Regions from separate parts of the Sus scrofa genome. Here regions 2 and 3 are each linked to region 1. The links are chromatin contacts, called in public HiChIP or PLAC-seq maps. All regions are on one chromosome and are shown on one strand. Each heading gives the region's core, a stretch centred on a gene start, on an enhancer-like site or on the middle of the called end of the contact. The rest is flanking DNA. Distances are from core to core; before and after follow the strand shown. Region 1 overlaps H6PD (GDH/6PGL endoplasmic bifunctional protein). Region 2 has its middle 51 kb from the start of SLC25A33. Region 3 overlaps GPR157 (G-protein coupled receptor 157).

Region 1 (3,612 bases), core at 490-2,989:
CACCAAAACAAGGAAGAAATGGTATCTCTGCCCTCGAGAAGCTTGAAGTTCAAGTCAAGAGAGGAATACCCACCTTGAGAGAAGACCTGCAGCAGCCACACGTGAATATCAACCAGCACAAAGGGAGAGACGGTTTGGAAGCTCCGCCCATGAGCAGGGGTGCGGAGGCTGGGTTAGTCAAGGGAGGCTTCCCGTGTGCCGGGACCTTGGACCAGCTCAGCACCAAGGGGGGCGGCTGCAGCCTCCCCTCCTCCTGCTATCTCATGGTGGCCTCCAGCTCCTGCCCGCCGGTCCCTCCAGCCGGCCCTCGCCTCACCACCAGCACATGCTGAAGACCTGGGGAAACCAACACAGCTTCTCTTTAAAGAACAGGTCGGGTGCTCTGCTTCTAAGGAGCTATGGGCCAATAATACCTGTTTTTCTGAAACATGTTTTTTTTTTTTTTCCTGAGATGCCCCAAGGCAGGTGTCTCTGAAATTCTTTTTAAAGATTTCAAAATTCTCAGGATGCATTTACTTTTTTTTTTTTTTGGCTACGCCCATGGGCAGGCAGAAGTTCCCAGGCCAGGGATCAAACCCGAGTGACAGCAGTGACCACGCCAAATCTTTTACTGCTACTAGCCACCAGGGATCTCCGGGATGCCCATTTCATTTTTATTCAGTGTCCCACAGAGCCAGGCCCCCAAGACATGGCGATAAAGGGTAAGACAGGTTTTTCTGTATAACCTCTTCCCTGTCTTACAGTTAAGGGTTTGTATCAGGCAGATGCATCTGATCTGGCAGACACAAAGTGCCAAGGTCACACCAAGGGCTTTCCTGGGGGAGGAGAAGCATCACAAAATCTGCTTCTCTACTTTTGATTGTTTTACACTTTTCTCAAGCCTGTTTATTCTGCTTTAAGAATTTATCGGAATTCTTGTCATGGCTCAGTGGTTAATGAATCCGACTAGGAAACATGAGGTTGCGGGTTTGATCCCTGGCCTCTCTCAGTGGGTTAAGGATCCGGCGTTGCCGTGAGCTGTGGTGTAGGTTGCAGACACGGCTCAGATCCTGCGTTGCTGTGGCTCTGGCGTAGGCCAGTGGCTACAGCTCCGATTGGACCCCTAGCCTGGGAACCTCCATATGCCGCGGGTGCGGCCCTAGAAAAGGCAAAAAGACAAAAAAAAAAAAAAAAAAAAAAAAAAAAGAATTTATAAGAATTCTTGCTTTCCTCTGAGATGAGCGTATGTGAGATGGGCACCTAGCTGGACAGGCTCTGCATATGATGGCACTGCTTGAAATTTGGCTTCCCCTGGCCTCCAGCGCCCCAGGCCAGACAGGGCACCTCTCTCTATGCCAAGAGCTCACCTTGGCAGAACAGAACAAAGTGCCCGGGTCAACACATCTCCTCACTTTCCAAGAGTAGGCATCTTAGCTTTGATGCGCTTGGTGGGCCCAGGTGCAGGAGCGGACCCCTGGTTGCAGGCCAGGTGCCACCTCTGGCCACGTGGGGGCGCCCTTGCCCCACCCCTTCGGTCTGGGCTCTGGGCCTCGGTGGCAGTGCCCCCCTTGGCAGGTTCCGCCCTGTTCTTTGCGTTTCCATCATCTGCCTCCCTGGGCCCTTGGTGCTGGGCACCCCTCCCCCTACCAGTTCCTCAGGAACTTCTTCCTCTGCGGTTGCGCCACCAAAGAGATAGTGTCACTGCGGGACAAGGAGCAAGCAGACGCCTGATGTCACTGTTTCTGAATAATAGTGAGTCACGGTGAGCCTGAGCCTGGCATGTCCTATTCTCAGAAGAGCTCCTTGCCTCAAAACGGCGCCTGCATCGGTGGAGAGCCCGTGGGGGGGGACGGGGTGGGGACAGAAAGGGCCAAGGTCTCCTTTACGGAATCAAGCGCTGTCTTAAAGCCACACCAGAAAAGCCCACTGGGAGACCCTGTCTGAAATCCTGCTTCTGGCCGCTCGGCCCCGCTGTCCCTGCCTCACCCTCTGCCAGGAAGGAGAGTTCTCTGAACTGGGCCACCTCTGCCGGTGGTTTTCAAGCTTTTTGGACCATGATCCACAGCAAGAAACACACTTTGCATCATGGGCCAGGGGCACAGAAATCTGCATCTCGAGCCGAAGTTTCACAAAGGACTTCTCACCCTGAGACTTCCAGATACCTTCTCTTTTCTATGTTTCATTTTTTTTTTTTAAATGCTGCCTGTCATTTGCTAAATCAAGATGACACGTGGTTGGAAAAGTGCTGCTCTAACCCGACTTTACCCTGTGGTATCAGCCGAGCCCCCCGCCCCGAGGTTTGGAAGGGGGCACGGGCACCCAGCTCTCACCTGACGGCACTGGGACTGGTAGCCAGGCTTCCCATTCCTGGCTCCGTCTGCGGGGGCCGGGAGCAGGGGGTGAAGACACGCCAACCAGGAGCCTGGGGCTTGTGGGAGCCACGACGCTGTGTCCCTTACAGAGGGGCCATGGGTACCAGGCTCAGTCCTGAGCGTTTTGCCCTCGTGGTCTTGTTTCATCTTTTCAGCCCTCCTTTGAGGAGGTGGATGGATCCTCATTTACTGATCATTTTGAAACTGAAACTGGTCTTGTCTAAATGGCAGCAGGCCAGCAGTTCTGAGCCAGACGTGCAGCCCAAGGCTTCGGGGTTCTGGGTGGGTGTTCCTAGCCATCCTGCACGGCCACCTACCTCCCAGCCGCGGTGCCCAGAGCCCAGCCTCCCTGAGGGGACCCCAGGTCAGAGGCCCGCCTGCGCCCTGTGGCCCAAGAAAGGCAGCAGGGAGGCCTCGTCACATCCCATCTCTGGAGCAGGCATTAGTTCCGTTGGCTGCTGGGCCCGATCTCAGGGGCTTCCCAGGTTGCTGTAAGCTAGATTCCGACTTTGCTCCAGAAGCAAGCTTTGCTGCTCAGCGCTGTTAGCATCCGTAGTCTTGCTGACCTGCCCTGCCTCTCATTTCTCTGTGGACGGAGTGTGAGTCCTGCTCCTGGGCCTTCAGTTTAGCTCCACAGCCCATGCCCTCTGCCAGGGGGCGACGGTCAGACTCTTCCCTCCAGGGCTGTCTTTCCAGAACGCACAGGCTTGGTCTGCCTGATTTGAGAGCTTTCCCCTTCCCGATTGTCCAGAAGCTGGGGATAGCATGATAGAGGAAGCAAGGAGAGGCTTGCACAGAAGCTTGAGGGACCGTTTTCTACAAGGAAGTTTTCGGAAAAAGACTTTTTTTTTTTTTTTTTTTGGTCTTTTGTGTTTTGGGGGCTGCACCTGAGGCATATGGAGGTTCCCAGGCCAGAGGTCAAATGAGACCTACAGCTGCCAGCCTACGCCACAGCCACGGCAATGTGGGATCCCAGTTGTGTCTGCAACCTACAAAACAGCTCATGGCAATGCCAGATCCTTAACCCACTGAGTGAGGCCAGGAATTGAACCCATGTCCTCATGGATACTTGTTGGGTTCGTTAAATACTGAGCCATGACGGAAACTCCAACAGAATCTTTTTTTTCCAACAAAAATATACAACCTCACAGAAGTAGCCTCTGTACCAGCTTTACCCAGCTCTGGTTTTATCTTAAGCAGATGGGGCCCGGCGGACCTCAATCCGTTGTTAGAGATGCTACCCGGCAGCGTGTCTGCGTCA
Region 2 (3,612 bases), core at 437-2,936, 190 kb after region 1:
AACTCTGAGCAGCTGGAATAATGGTCACCCTGGGGATGTAGTGACGAGGACGGGGGACCGGAGCCCTTTGGGGCACTGCTCTTAATCGGGGGAGGGGTGGAAGGGAGCGTTCGGTTGGCCAAAAAAAACCTGTACCCTTATAACTTGTCCACGTTCCTCATGTATATTAAATGTCAATAAAATGTTTGAAAAGCCTATCACCTCCAACCACTGGGGCAAAAACCAAATACAGTATGGGGGCAGGGGTCCTGCTGCATTCTGTTTGCTCTGTGTGCAAAGCGCTGTGCCGTAGGCCCACCAAAAAAAAAAAAAGCACAATTACCCTGTAAGAGAAGCTGGGATCTGTTTTTTGGGTCACTGTTTTCCCAGGTGGTTGGGGGGTGGGGGGACGGTTGACTCACTTTTCCTTGGTCCCCTCCTCCCCTTGTCCCCTTGGGGCTGGCTGGGGGCCAAGGGCTGGGAGATTTGGGCTGTTGCCTTGGTGATGCTTAAATATTGGCTTCAAGTTATGACGGTTAAATAAACACACGGGAGCCTTGGGGAGCTCAAAGTGGCCCTGCCAGTTGTTCCAGATGCCCAGGCAAAGCCCAGGCAAGGACTTGGCTCAGCTGCCAGGAAGCCTGTTGGTCCCTCCTGCGGGGACTCCGAGGACAGGTTAGGGGCTGCGTGTACGCAGGACACTCAGGGACCCACTCTCCTAAAATTCTTGCTGACAGCCGTCTGGCTGAAAGAATGGTGGCCAGGAACCCAGATCCAGAACCTGGGGAAAATTTTCTGAAGGTGGGATGGGCACGGAGGGAGTTCTAGGAGCTCCAATCACTGCAGAAGATAGACAACCCTCATTTTCAGAACTTCGGTGTTGTTTCTAGGAGTTCCCGCTGTGGCTCATTGGGTTAAGAATCCGAGATACTGCCTGTGAGGATCTGGGTTCCATCCTGGCCTTGCTCAGGGGGTTAAGGATCCGGTGTTGCTGTGAGCTGTGGTGTAGGCGGGCAGCTGCAGCTCCGATTCAACCCCTAGCCTGGGAACCTCCATATGCCACAGGTGCAGTCATAAAAAGAAAAAAAAAATTGTTGTTTCTAGAGCCCAGGACCCCACGGCTCTGACTCCACAGGGCACACCCCAGACCCAGGAGCAGAGGAACTGAGATTCGCAGCAGTGGCTGAGAAAAGGAGGACCAGGTCTGGGAAGTGAACTGAAGTTCACCAGAGATAAATTCTCGGTTCCATGCCGGGCTCTGCTGCAGGACCGCTCTTGGACTTGGAGGTGCACAGCAGGTCCTTGGCCACGCAGAGCCTCAGTTTCCCCATCTGGGAGAGAAGGGGACGCCAGCCCTGGCAACGAGTCCCCGTGAAGCCCATCCTGTCACCCTCTCCCCACGCAGCTGTGGCAGATGCACGATGCCTCTTCCAGGATTTACGATGCTGCTGCCCGCAGGGCAGTGGAAACTGTTTGCCTCGCCCATTCCAAAGCATCCACATAATAAACCTCCACTCCCGGCTTGGCTCGGCCCATCGGCTTGTCCTGCTGCGTGCGCAGGGGTGGGAAAAGCACACACATTTGGGCAAGGGTGGGGTGCAGACTGCTCCCTCTGGACAACGTTGGAGCATCGGGCGGTGCCGGGAGGGGCCCTGCGTGTTGGACACCAGGATGAGGTCACCGCTGTCCTGGCCTGGGGTGTGATGTGTCAGCAGGCAGCCACTGGCCCACGTGCCATGATTCATAGCGGTTCACATTCTTGACCCTTGGCCTGCCCTTCTGGCCCCCTCCTTGTTCCCGTTCCAGCCCCCACCCCCGGAGCCAGGGGAGGGGGCGGGTACCAGCCCCAGGAAGCCAGGAGGCTGAGCAGCGAGGCAGGGCACCTGCGGGGCCGGGTGCACCCTGGACCCACTGCTGAGGCTCCTACGGGGGAAGGAGGCACAGGGATAACGGTGAATGTTTATCAAGGCCTTACCATATATTAACTGTATGTCCTTTTTTTTTTTTTTATTTTTTGCTTTTTAGGGCTACAGCCGTGGCATAAGAAAGTTCCCAGGCTAGGAGTTCACATCGTGGCTCCGTGGTTAACGAATCTGACTAGGAACCATGAGGTTGCAGGTTTGATCCCTGGCCTTGCTCAGTGGGTTAACGATCCGGCGTTACCATGAGCTGTGGTGTAGGTGGCAGACATGGCTCGAATCCCGCGTTGCTGTGGCTGTGGCGTAGGCCGGCGGCTACAGCTCTGATTGGACCCCTAGCCTGGGAACCTCCATATGCCGCGGGAGCGGCCCTAGAAAAGACAAAAAGACAAAAAAAAAAGTTCCCAGGCTAGGAGTCAAACTGGAGCTGGAGCTGCTGGCCACAGCACCTCGGGATCTGAGTCCATGCCGCATCTTTAACTCACTGCATCGCAAAGGAACTCCACCCCCTGCAACATTTTTGCCGGAGCCCCAGCACCTGCGGGAATTCCTCCTCTGCACGTCCCGGCAGGAGGGAAATGCTCAGCTCTCAAGAGCAAAACATGGTCCCATCCTCCAGTCACTCTGTAACTTCAGTTTATGAGCGAATCCCAAAAAGGACTTTGTAAAATCCCTCTCAGAGGGTCTGACCCAGTCGGCTAGTCGGGAAGGTGGAGCCAGGGTCTGCATGAGACACAGGATGCTGAACCTCAGGTGACTGGATGCAGGCAGGTCCAGAAGCATGTCCTGAGAATCCCTGAAACATCGTTCAGATCGGACCTGCGGGTGGAGCTCGTCCCCGGCTCGAGCAGGAGCCCAGAGCTCCGCTCAGCCAGAGAGAGCACTCCCTGTGCCCTGTCCAGGGACCAGAGGCCCTGGTCCCACCGTAGCCAGCTGATGCCAGGCAACCGGAGGAGGAGAGATTGGATTCAAACTCCCATTGACTCCGAAGCTCATGCATGCGCATTCTGGGAGAGCCCCAAGGCAGCTCTGGGCTCTGCCCAGACCCCAGCATGAAGGGTTTATAAGGCCCAGAGTATGAGCCAAAACCCCCTTTCCCCTTCACAATTCCAGCACCAACAGCTCTTCCCCGAGACCAGCCCTTTCACAGCGGCGGCCTCTGCGCATCTTTGGTGCCAAGTGATGATGGAAATCCAGCTTCCGAGCCTTTGGGAACAGTCGACTTCAGCCTCACACCCCACGCAGCACAGCCCCCTTCCACCACCCAAAGCCGGGAGGAAAACAGGTACAGCTGGTGAACAAGACGTCCTTGGCACCTCACTGGAGCCCGCTCCAGCAGGTCTCATGAAAACACATGAGCTCAGCTTCTGGACCAACCACCCAGGTCTCCAGGGCTGCTGCGGTGGGCAGTGGCTTGGGCAGTGGCCATGCCCAGAATTACCTCTGGCTTAAAGTCTACTGCCGGTCCCAAACCCTCAGAGGTTTAAGAAGGGAGAGAGCAGGGGGAAAAGAAAAGAAAAGGGAGTTCCCATTGTGGCTCAGCAGTTAAAAAACCCAACTAGCATCCATGAGGATGCAGGTTTGATCCCTGGCCTCGCTCAGTAGGTTAAGGATCCGGTGTTGCCATGAGGTGTGGTGTAGGTCACAGACTCGGCTCAGATCCCACATTGCTGTGACTGTGGCATAGGCTGGTTTTGACCCCTAGCCTGGGAAC
Region 3 (3,612 bases), core at 615-3,114, 130 kb before region 1:
CAGATGCAGCTCAGATTCTGTGTTTCTGTGGCTCTGGCATAGGCTGGTGGCTACAGTTCCAATTGGACCCCTATCCTGGGGACCTCCATATGCCACCAGTACGGCCCTAAAAGACAAAAAGACCAAAAAAAAAAAAGACCACAAAGAGGATCTCACACCAATTGGTAAGCCCTGCCAGCATCTCTGTCAACAACTCCAAGCTCAGCCAGAAGAGGGCAGCAGGGAGGAGTGAGAATCAGGTAAATTCCAGAGTAAAAAGAGAACCAGAAGTGTGTGTCCCCTGAGGCACAGCTGGGCATACAGGGTAGGGGTCTGGTGTCACACAGCTACGGGGAGCAGCCTAGACACTTGGCAGTGGCCGCCAAGCCAGCAGCACACCCTGAAAGGACCACTCGCCTACAATTTCAGCCTTGAAAACTCAGACCAAGAGAGAAACACAGGCACCACACCAGCAGGATGAGCTTGAAGTCTGTCACGTAAACCTGTGTTACTGCTCCAGCCACATCCTGGTTTACCTTCCATCGTAATGACACTTCTGCCTCCTCTCGGGCAGGATTTGAGTTCTCATTAGAAACTCGCAAACTTGGAGTTCCCATCACGGCTCAGTGGTTAACGAATCCGACTAGGAACCATGAGGTTGCAGGTTCGATCCCTGGCCTCGCTCAGTGGGTTAAGGATCCAGCGTTGCCGTGAGCTGTAGTGTAGGTCGAAGACGCAGCTCGGATCCTGCATTGCTGTGGCTGTGGCGTGGGCCGGCGGCTACAGCTCCGATTCAACCCCTAGCCTGGGAACCTCCATATGCCAAGGGAGTGGCCCTAGAAAAGCCAAAAAAAAAAAAAAAAAGAAAGAAAAAAAAGAAACGAACAAACTCGAACTGCATAGGAGATGCTCAATTAAAACGCACTAAGGGGAGTTCCCGTCGTGGCGCAGTGGTTAACGAATCCGACTAGGAACCATGAGGTTGAGGGTTCGATCCCTGGCCTTGCTCAGTGGGTTAACGATTCGGCGTTGCCCATGAGCTGTGGTGTAGATTGCAGACTCGGCTCGGATCCTGCGTTGCTGTGGCTCTGGCGTAGGCTGGCAGCTACAGCTCCAATTTGACCCCTAGCCTGGGAACCTCCATATGCCATGGAAGCGGCCCAAGAAATGGCAAAAAAAAAAAGACAAAAAATAAAAAAATAAAAAATAAAAAATAAAACGCACTAAGGATGTTCCCGCGGTGACTCAGCAGGTTAAGAACCCAACTAGTTCCATCCCAGGGCTCTCTCAGTGGGTTAAGGATCTGGCATTGCCATGAGCTGTGGTGTAGGTCACAGATGCGGCTCGGATCCCAAGTTGCTATGGCTGTGGTGTAGGCTGGCAGTTCCAGCTCTGATTGGACCCCTAGCCTGGGAACTTCCATATGCCGTGGGTGCAGCCCTAAAAAGACAAAAGACAAAAAAAATTTTTTTAATTAATTAATTAATGGTGTTAAAAATCAGTGCTCACTATGTGTAAGCTATTATTTTTAACTTCATTTACTTGACATCTTGAACCGGTTGTCCAGAACAAAAAACAATTTGGCCAGATTATCAGAGGAAAACCATCCTCTCCTAGAAGTTCTGGCCAGCCCAAGTTGTTATTAGTTTCCAAGACCACTGGCCAGCCCCGCGTATTGATTTACGAATGCTTGAGAGCCTGAAAAGTCGACCGTGGATAGTTGAACCACCAAAGATAATGAAGTGAGTTATCTGTATCAGTGATTATGAAATTCCATGGCCTCTCCTCCCCGGGACATGCCAGTTCAATTTTTATTTGAATACTGCTCATCTTTCACCTGCATTCCTCTCAGGGTTAAGCGACCACAGCAGTCTGTCCAGGAGGGGGCAGTAGAGCGCTGTGGCTCAGCCTCCAGGATCCCACAGCCGCGCGCATGCAGAGCCGGGCGAGTTGGGGGAGACTGTCACCCTAGCCTTGGTGAACCCCTGCTTCCTCGACCCACACCCGCAGTTACGGCAGGACCCGCCCACCATGCTCCTAATTCAGTGTCACCCTTTGTCACTCTGGCCTGTTCCTCGACCTGGGTGGCTGACCCCGATGCCAGGACCCAGTGGCCACACAGAGCTCTGCACAGGGCCCCGAAGGGTGCCTACCGCTCTGCTGATGTGCTTCCGGACGAGAAGGTAGAGCAGGGGCAGCATGATGTAGGCCAGCATCTCCCACAGCTTCCCGGTCAGTAGCATCCACAGGACGTAGTCCTCCGCCTCCAGGTTGATCCAGCACCAGCCCACCGACACATCCGAGGCATCGTAGCCAATCTTCTTTAGGGCCACAGCTGCCATGGTGATGGCCAGCGGGACCCCCAGCTGAGGAGTAAGGAGCACATGGAGGCGGTGAGGTCAGGCCTGGCTCCGGCACAGCCAGTGAGGGTGAAGTGACCAGGACGCTCTGCCCGCAAGGAGGATGGTCTTCCGGAGCCTGGAGCAGACCGTGTCCCTGGAGAAAAGGTGGGCAGGGGGTCCTGCAGAGCCCAGGGAGGAGGACACAGGGGACGTGCTGACCACCTGTCTGGCCAGACCCTCACCCGACCCCCAAACCCCTCAGAGGCCGGGTTTGCTTCCAGAACTGCCAGGCTCCCTGGAGACTGGTGCTAGGATGCTGTGGCCGGGGTGGCAGCTCCCTCCGGCACCCAGGGGCCTTTGCACCAGCCTGCGTGCGCCAGCCCCCACATGCAAGCCTCATCCACGCACCCCACCAACACTCAGGCCTCCAGGGCCGGCCTGGGTCTGGCGGGGGCACATGCTAGGCTTGCAGTTGTCTGGGTGGGGGATTCCAGGCTCCACGCACCTGCGACAGGAACCAAAAGAGGGAAGAGGGGCTCTGGGCAGACATGTCTCCCCAGTCCTGAGGCCTCCTTGCTCTATGGGGAGGGACAGGCCTTGGCGAGGACCCCAAGGGCCACCAGACCCCCAATCTCAGGCAGTGCCAGGCTGACTTTTCTAGAGGTTACAGCAATAGCAACACAGCTGGGATTAGGGCCATGCCCCCCTCAGTGGTCCCCATACCAGCCTCCTCACCCAGCCCTGCCTTTTAAATTGTCGGGGTGGGTTTAACCACACACACAAGCTACGTGGCCCCTTGGCAGGTGGTTAAGTGCTTGGACTGCAACAAGCCTAGGTCTGGGTCTCGGCCCGCCCCACTTGGCTGCAACACGCCAGTGTCTTCTCCACAATGTGGGGATGATGCCAGGGCCTTGAGGGATATCAGTGGGTTAAGGAGTATCAGTGGGTTAAGTTGCCGTGAGCTGTGGTGTGGGTCACAGACTCGGCTTGGATCCTGTGTTGCTGTGGCTATGGTATAGGCTGGTGGCTACAGCTCCAATTAGACCCCTAGCCTGGGAACCTCCATAGGCTGTGGGTACGGCTCTCAAAAATAAATAAATAAATAAATAAATAAGTAAAAATAAATAAACTCCTCGACATTATACCCAACACAGGGTGTCAGTGTTGACCCTGGGGGGGTCACTGCCACTGTTGTCACTGCGACTTGTCCCCACGTCCCAGAATCTGGGCCCGTGTGCAGGCGCCTGGAGTACACGAGGCCTGTGCGTCTCTGGCCCCAGGAAGATGATAC

The links. HiChIP or PLAC-seq counts read pairs in DNA pulled down with a chosen protein or histone mark.
Region 2: a contact with region 1 is called in an H3K27ac HiChIP or PLAC-seq map of alveolar macrophages. The contact joins two enhancer-like sites. A contact is called at or near these places in 2 of 47 Hi-C or Micro-C datasets (embryonic fibroblasts and omental adipose tissue) and 2 of 2 datasets of contacts at active chromatin or transcription factors (alveolar macrophages and skeletal muscle).
Region 3: an H3K27ac HiChIP or PLAC-seq map of alveolar macrophages shows a contact between it and region 1. The contact joins two enhancer-like sites. A contact is called at or near these places in 1 of 47 Hi-C or Micro-C datasets (embryonic fibroblasts) and 2 of 2 datasets of contacts at active chromatin or transcription factors (alveolar macrophages and skeletal muscle).

The regions. Positions count from the first base shown.
Region 1 is chr6:69,694,707-69,698,318 of Sscrofa11.1, forward strand. H6PD (GDH/6PGL endoplasmic bifunctional protein) reads left to right here. Exons shown (of 5, transcript XM_021095286.1): 5 at 1-3,612. Among named protein-coding and RNA genes, the nearest start is that of SPSB1, 24 kb to the right of the region's middle. Within about 2 kb of position 1,740, at least 18 of the 83 cell types and tissues checked have an H3K27ac peak or open chromatin away from gene starts, as enhancers often do. A contact at or near this core is called in alveolar macrophages and omental adipose tissue, where this site is marked.
Region 2 is chr6:69,881,520-69,885,131 of Sscrofa11.1, forward strand. No RefSeq gene overlaps it. Among named protein-coding and RNA genes, the nearest start is that of SLC25A33, 51 kb to the right of the region's middle. Within about 2 kb of position 1,687, at least 17 of the 83 cell types and tissues checked have an H3K27ac peak or open chromatin away from gene starts, as enhancers often do. A contact at or near this core is called in alveolar macrophages and omental adipose tissue, where this site is marked.
Region 3 is chr6:69,562,842-69,566,453 of Sscrofa11.1, forward strand. GPR157 (G-protein coupled receptor 157) reads right to left here. Exons shown (of 4, transcript XM_021095284.1): 2 at 2,133-2,345. Among named protein-coding and RNA genes, the nearest start is that of GPR157, 17 kb to the right of the region's middle. Within about 2 kb of position 1,865, at least 5 of the 83 cell types and tissues checked have an H3K27ac peak or open chromatin away from gene starts, as enhancers often do. A contact at or near this core is called in alveolar macrophages, where this site is marked.